Regions from separate parts of the Mus musculus genome. Here region 1 is linked to region 2. Evidence: chromatin contacts called from public Hi-C data. All regions are on one chromosome and are shown on one strand. The core of a region is the stretch at or near the end of the contact, and the rest is flanking DNA. Distances in the headings are between cores, read along the strand shown. Region 1 has its middle 7.2 kb from the start of Gm34012. Region 2 overlaps Mamdc2 (MAM domain containing 2).

Region 1 (3,815 bases), core at 263-2,762, 89 kb before region 2:
GCTAGCACCAGGGGGTTCTGCTCTAAGCAGAATGCCCCCCTATTTCCTAGGCCTTGTTAGATTCTTATATGAGTATAACTTTTAAGTATCTGGAGAATCTCCATTTGTCAGAAGAATTCACCAACTTGCTTCTAATATGCAATGTAGCCTGTACTGAAGATTTCTATCTCAGTGGGATTCCCTGGCTCTTTCATGGTAAACACTCTACAGACCAGCTTTGAGCTGCTTTGGCTTAATTAGTTACTGAATAGGTAACTTCCTTACTGCATTCTTACAGGATTCCAAGCTTGTAGGCTTCTGGAACCTTGGAACACTGGCGAGGGCTTACATGTGTCAGAATTCAATCTTAAAAGGCACTTATAATAAGATAATACTAAAAGAGAGCACGTGGATCCATACACCAGACTAATGCAGGGATAGGGTATGAGTATACGGGTTAATGAGAACGCCAAAGCTCCAGGAGGTGAGTTTCTGTGAAACTCTTTTCCTCGTGAGTGCTCCCAGGCTTCTCAGCCTGTCAAGCAGACTTCACTGGAGTGCCTGGCAGAATCTGAACAGCATGATGTTGGAGGGCTGGCAGCTCATCAGTGAAGAAACTGGAGGGGGGGGGTCGGGGGACTACGAATGAACCAAATGAAAATGAACACAAAACTTAGCAGTTCATGCACAGTACATCTAGGGCAAGACTAAGAGGAAAGCTTATGACATCAAATAAATGAACTACTGTGAACCTCGTCTTAGAGAAGAGGAGAAAAGGACAAAAAAAAAAAAAAAAAAAGAGAGACCCGGAAAACAGAAGAAGACAAACCCCAAAGCAGTAGCTAGCAAGAAATAACAAAGATCAGACAAGAGTCACCACATAAATCAGTGAAATAGAAGCTAAAAGAGCAATACACAGGTCAAAGTGCTAGTTCTTTGAAGAAAAAAAAAAAAAAAAAAACCAAACAAACAAGATTTACAAGTCCCTACCCAATATAATCAAAGGAAAAAGAAAAAGGTCAATTTGGGAAATTGAATATAAATGAGGGTGTCGCAATAGATTCCCACAAAATTCAGAGAATCGCAAAGAAAATAAATACTGGCAAAAAGGTGAGGAAAGAAATTTATACCCTGTCGGCAGGGATGCAAACCAGGCTACCCACTCTAGGGTCTTCCAAAGACTAAAAATTGTAACAAGAACACAACATCATAATTCACACATGAATGTGGCAGCAAAACACGTGTCATTGCACGCTGGCCAAATTTAATAAAATGAAATAAAACTAACTGGGGGATTCAGACTATTTTGTTGAGTTGCAAGTTATGGTGCAGAGTATATGTTTATTATTATAACAGTCCAAATTACTTATTGCAGCAGGCAGCGGACTCTCCGGCATTAGATGTTTTACAATTGAGCAATCTTTCCCCAGTTGTGGTTGAGAGCTTATTTTAGCCACTGATAGCTGCCGAGAAGTGTGGGCAAGTGAGGCCCTGTCTGGGTCTCACACTGTAGAGCAACAGAGCATTCAAACACGTGAATTGATTGGGAGCACATGGCAGCGGTGCCTCCTGGCTGACGCTCAGCACTGACTCAGCAAGATCCATAACCAAACGTGCTCTTGTGACTTACCCCATCCAGGATGCAGCAGATGCCTCTCTGTATCTCTTGCCTTGTGTTCCTGAGTCGGAGAGCTGCAAATTGTCCTTCTCTGAATGCTGTTGGGGTGATAATTGCAGAGACAGACACTATGGCATATTGGGAGTATTTGAACATTAGAAGTCAAGACAAAGTAGTGAGCAGGCCAAATTCTTCCTGTCAAGTATCTGGAATATAATAAACTTTTATTGATCATTTCTCAGTAGCACCAAATGATTATTTTCTTTATTTTCTAGATGTATTTAATTTAGTTATTTATGTGTACATATCTCTTGTCTGCATTCACGTATGTATGTATTTGTGTGTGTATATATGTGTGTTAAGAAGAAACTGTTGAATCCCCTGGAAGTGTAGTTTCAGATGATTGTGAGCATCTGTATAAGTGCTGGGGACTGAACTCAGGTCCTCTGCAAGAACGAGAGCTCTTAACTGCTAACCCACCTCATCAGCCCTCAACCATTGAGTTTCTTGCTTCTCTTGTTTCAATATGTTTCACCCAAAGTATATATAAAATTACTGTAGTACACATAAAATAGTTCAACATAGCAGCTGAAGAATGCTGGGGAATAGTTTAAGAATTTCTGTTATGTTTGTGTGCATGTAGATGTGGTCATAAAATGAATATAATGTCATGCACTCTATACCTCACCAACAATATAGATGCTGAGTCCTAGGATTCTGAATAGGTTAAAGTTAAAGATACTTATATATTTATTAAGACAGTGAATTTATATAAAGACAAATTATTTTAATTCCAGAATCATTTCAATACTTTAATATTTTAGATTAATAACTTGAATGTATACTGACTTAACTTTAATATATAATTTGAATATCTCTGAAAAATAAATTTCAGAAACATAAAAAATATTTTGTTTAATTTTAATCATTGATAAGACATATCCATATCTATATACTTTGAATGTTGTTTTAGTATTTTTAAAATAATTTTATAATGGGAACAGATTGAAACCATGATAAAAAAATATGAATATAGTCTGTGTGTCTTCATGTGCGTGTATCGCGGGGTATGTATTTGTGTACATGTATCTCTGTGTGTGTGGTGCTGGGCACTGAGTTCAGGGCCTTCCACATGCTAAACAATTACTCTATTGTTGTGGTAAATATTAATTGGGAGTTTATACCTCACCTTTGATCATTCAGTTCCCAAATAAAAGACACAAAACCTTTATATTTATAATATAAGGTTTTATAAGGCTTAAAGCATTAGAGCTGGGCAGATATCAACCCTCTAAGATATTTCTTCTACTTCCCTGTCACGAACTCCATGATATCACTTGCCACTTCTGCCTGGGCCACTCCTACTCCAACTGTCTGACCCTCATGGCTCTGCTCTCATGATTCACCTACCCCAGGGTGTCTTCTATTCTCTTCATTTCTCTTCTCTTGGTCTCTTCCTCCAGTCTGGGAACTGAAGCTCCACCTACCTCTCTTTTGCCCAGCTACAGGCTGTGGGAATCTTTATCCAACCAATAGTTTTAAATTAAGGAGCAAGGTTACATAGCATCATTTGGTGTACATGAGAATCTCCTTATTCCTGGGGGCAACCAACCCCCCTCGAGGGCCAGAATTTATCATTATAATACTTAGCAACAGACTAAACTTTAACACTCTGCTATTGAGCTGCATCTCCAGCTATCATTTTACTGTTTATTTCGAGACAGTAAGTTACTCAGCCTACCCTTAAAGTCACTGTGTAGTAGGCTGGCCTTGAACCTTTGACCCACCTGTCTTGGCTTCCCAAGTAGCTGAAATTACAGCCCTACATCACCAGGGCTGGCAGTATCTCCGCTTTAAAGAGCTGTAGAGGAAAAGTGTCATTAGAAAGATGCAAATCTGTCAAGGCAGGAGTATCTGTCAAGGAGAATTGCCCTGATTTGTGAGTGCACCCTACAGAGACAATTTAAAAAGAAGGACTTGGTCTTGATTCACAGCTTCAGAGGCATCAATCTGTGGTCAGCGCAGCCATTTCTAGTACCATGCTGAGGCAGAGCACCAAACATGGTAGAGCTGCTTACCCCGTAATGGCTGGGAAGGAGAGGAGGCAGAAAGGAGATGGGTAAAGAAAGAGAGAAGACAGGTATGTTTTTCCTAGACACATCCCAATGCCTGGTTGTTTGCCTCCTCCAGCCAGCCCCACCTCCCATCAACACTGTGG
Region 2 (3,624 bases), core at 791-3,290:
CTCTTGGAAATGTTCTCTTCTGCACTAGTGTCAAAGGTCCTATGTATTTTCTTACACTGCTGATTAATAGACAATGAGTATAGTTAGAGTCTCTTCCTCTGTGTCCTCCCATGTCAACAAAAGTCTTCATCCAAGTCTCTGGGCCCAGTGCAGAATCCTCCTTTTACTAGGAAGTCTACCTTGAGGGAAGACTGGAGGTAAGTTGAATGGCCGGTAGCAAACCTACCCTACCTCAAGTCCAATTATCACTGCTCCTAAAATTCCACATTCTACATATTCAGAGTTGACACACAAGTCACCATCTTCCGGATTTAGACATCACTGCATCTACAGACGTGGCTGGTTTGTGTTGTAATCACAGCACAGCATGGATCACCACCTCCTCCTGCATTCTGACATCCACTCATGGCTAATAAACCCATGCTTTAGTTCACTGCCCTCACAACAGAAGTCTCGAAATGCCACAAGCAGGTGACCACCGGCCCACTCACCCTCCCTAACAAGTAGACTTAGAGAAAACACAAACCCTGCTGGCTCAGACAGTTACTCTGGACACATGGATGTGGTGTAGAGAGACACAGAAGCTCTCAAAGGCCTCATTCAAAGAACAAATGCATAACACATTCCAACCAGCTATAAGAATGACATTAAGTATTCCTCTCTCCCGCTGAGAGAGCACCCAACAGAGTGTCATGAATATAAACAGCCGGAGAATTGCAGATCTTATTGTGCTGTTGATGAGCACACATGGTTCTTGAGCGCGCAGTGTGGGTGGTCTGCTGAGGGGTTATGGATCAAAGCCACGGGTTTTCCTCTTTGCTCAGGCTCAGCCGGTTGTTTCTGAGCACTTGACTAATTGCTCGTGAGCTGCACATTTTATGGCCCCTTCTGAGATTTTGACAAGAAAATGGCTACTTGTTTACTCTCAGTTGTCATAATAAATCTGTCCTTTACAAACCGGAGAGCCAGCATGGCCACGAGGATGGGTGAGTTTCGGAGGACTTCCTGGGAACTTCACAGCTCACTGGGCAATCTTGAGGGAGTCATGAGGCAGTGTGTCTCCAGCCTCTACCAGAGGACACAAGCTAAGTGCACCTGCCCTTGGTCTGCCAGAGTGGGAATCTGTGCAGCTTCGGAGGATTAAAACTGAAGCAAAGTCTGTCTACAGACAGAGTTCCCTAGTGCCCTGCGTTATGTAATTGTGAGCCTTATTGCCAATGTCACTCATATTTACCCCATATTTATTTTGCAGAAGCATTTTAAACTCAACATTCATTCTGCAAGGCAGAAAGGTGAAGAGTATTTCCTCAAGGTCCTGTTTAGGGCTTGGATATCCTGTAGCGATTGGAGTTCTGTTTGTTTGGATTTCCTTGTCTTGTTTTTTTCCTGTAGGGATGAAAATTAAACTGTAGGCCTCACACATGCTAGGTCAGTACTACTCTGTAAATAAGCTAGGCTTTTAGCGGCCTCACTATTTATTATATTTATTATTGTATGTGATTTCAGGAGAGGATGTGTGTGTGTGTGTGTGTGTGTGTGTGTGTGTGTGTGTGTGTGTGTTTTAAAAGTTGGTTATTTTAAATGGCCAGTCAAAAACCTATAAAAACTCAAGTAAAGTGTGAGTATGCACAGATGAGTTGACAGGCTTCTTTGTCCTGTTTCCATTCCTTTGAGGTGAATGATATTTCCCTCAACTGCTCAATATGCATAAAAGCATAGACTCCTAGTTGTATAATTTGTAAATGTACACTATAGCCTTTATATGCCGTAGTGAAAAGTACATATCCACACTCATGCATATGGCATATCTCTAAGTTCTATATATGATCACCTCATTCTTTTTAGTAGTCAACTAAGAGTCAATAATATAATCTACTTAGGCATCTCTCTATTGCCAGGGATCCCCCTCTCCACTTCTCCCTACAACCTCTATCCCGTCCCCTCTCCTGCTCCTTTCATTTTATTCAGCACAAAGCGGCAGAGAAGCTTGCAGACTCCGTTGGATTGCATGAGCATTTGGGAAGATTGTTTGTTTACACAGTCCGTTCCCTGGGTTTCCCTGTATCACTGCCAATCCATGACTTGGAGGCCAAAAGCTAAACTGTAGCTTGTGGCCAGATGCAGATTTAACATCGAGGAATGGAAAATCTTGCAAAGTTTCTAAATAGTCAGGAAGGTTTTTTAACTCTAAATCAGGTCTAATTTCTATTTAAAAAAAAAAAAAAGCAGGGAATCATCTAATTTTTAACAATCACTTTAAGTACATACACTCCTCTTCCACCCCAAACTAGGATTACATGGGTCCTAGGATCTGAATTCAAATCTTCCTGGTGAAACATCTTTCTCCAAAGATCCCTTGATCTTATTTCCATTTTCCATACACCAAAGCATATTTATTACATTAAAAAGCCCTAGTGTTCTAACTTGTGGATTTATCTACAATAAAGGCGTGAGGGTTGCACCTACCCTTCCTGAAGATCAATAAGGTCCAAGCACCTTTAAAAACAATGACTTCTGCTTTAGTCCTCTCAAGGCTCTTGGTCACCTTAAGATATCGTTGTTCAAAGTGATTCAGAAATGTGTAAATAGCCTGAGCAAATTGGAAGGAAGCCCCATACTTATCCAAGGAGCTAGCCTTGGGCCCAATCCAGAAGACAGTATTTCATATATTCTCCTTCTTTGAAGACTCATTATGGCTCCTCCAGGGAATGCCCAAGGATTCACCTTATACTTACCCATTAGTCAGTCTTCCTGTGCCAGGGGATTTTCCTCTTTCCAATTTCACATCTGTCACATTCCCTAGGTCTGGGGAAATCCAGAAGACAGGCATGGCCGAAGCCCAAAGGAAAGGCTAAATGCAAAGGGCGATAGGCTTATAGAGCCTTCCATCTTCCCCTTTGATTTAGCCAAGGAAGTGCTGTGATGTAAAGATTTGGACAGGGTCATGGCTACTTTAAATAACTGTTGCTAAATTCACAAAAAGGCTAGTGTTGGCAGTAACCCTAAGCAAACTGCAGAAATATGTAGGAATTACATTATTTTAAAAAATGAAAAAGGAAAGAGGAAGAGAAGGAAGAATGTCAAAATCCAAGTTCCTACTTCTACTCTGAGTTTCCTGGGAAAGTCAGTAATTACCATATTTAAACGTAAGTGTGCTCTCCTGTCAAATGCCCCAGGTGTTCATGGTTTGACCGCCTCAGTCATTTCTGAGTTGGAGTGTCCCTGACTTCATAGCTCTCTTAAGTTACTGGGGCACATTTTCCTCCCTTCCTTAAGCCCTGTCTTTTCATCTAAGAATTCAGAGAAGTGGCCGGGCTTCTCCGTATCTGAAAAGAAAATTAAGAGCTCTGGCAGCCTTAAGTCTAGAGAGATGCACGAGCCCCTCAGCACAGGTTTGGGACTACTCCTAGAATGATTGCTGCTGAAGGGCCGGTTAGGAAACAGTGCCAATCATGGAAGTTATTTTTCTTTGGAGAGTCCCATTCCCCTGCTCATCCAGACCTGCAAGCTTAAAAAGCAATTTCCTCTACCTGCTCCACTTTCAGCTCTCACAACACAATGCCACCTGCAAATCAGAACTTTTTAGTAAATGCCTTCTCCTTTCCCCCAAAAAAGGAATGTTGA

Evidence for each region. Hi-C and Micro-C count contacts between places; a contact is called where the count stands out from the background.
Region 1: a Hi-C map of uterus shows a contact between it and region 2. A contact is called at or near these places in 3 of 484 Hi-C or Micro-C datasets (nephron progenitors and uterus), 1 of 130 datasets of targeted methods (embryonic stem cells) and 1 of 9 other capture datasets (embryonic stem cells).

What each region holds. Positions count from the first base shown.
Region 1 is chr19:23,487,653-23,491,467 of GRCm38.p6, reverse strand. No RefSeq gene overlaps it. Among named protein-coding and RNA genes, the nearest start is that of Gm34012, 7.2 kb to the left of the region's middle.
Region 2 is chr19:23,399,092-23,402,715 of GRCm38.p6, reverse strand. The region is part of intron 2 of Mamdc2 (MAM domain containing 2); the gene reads left to right. Among named protein-coding and RNA genes, the nearest start is that of Mamdc2, 47 kb to the left of the region's middle.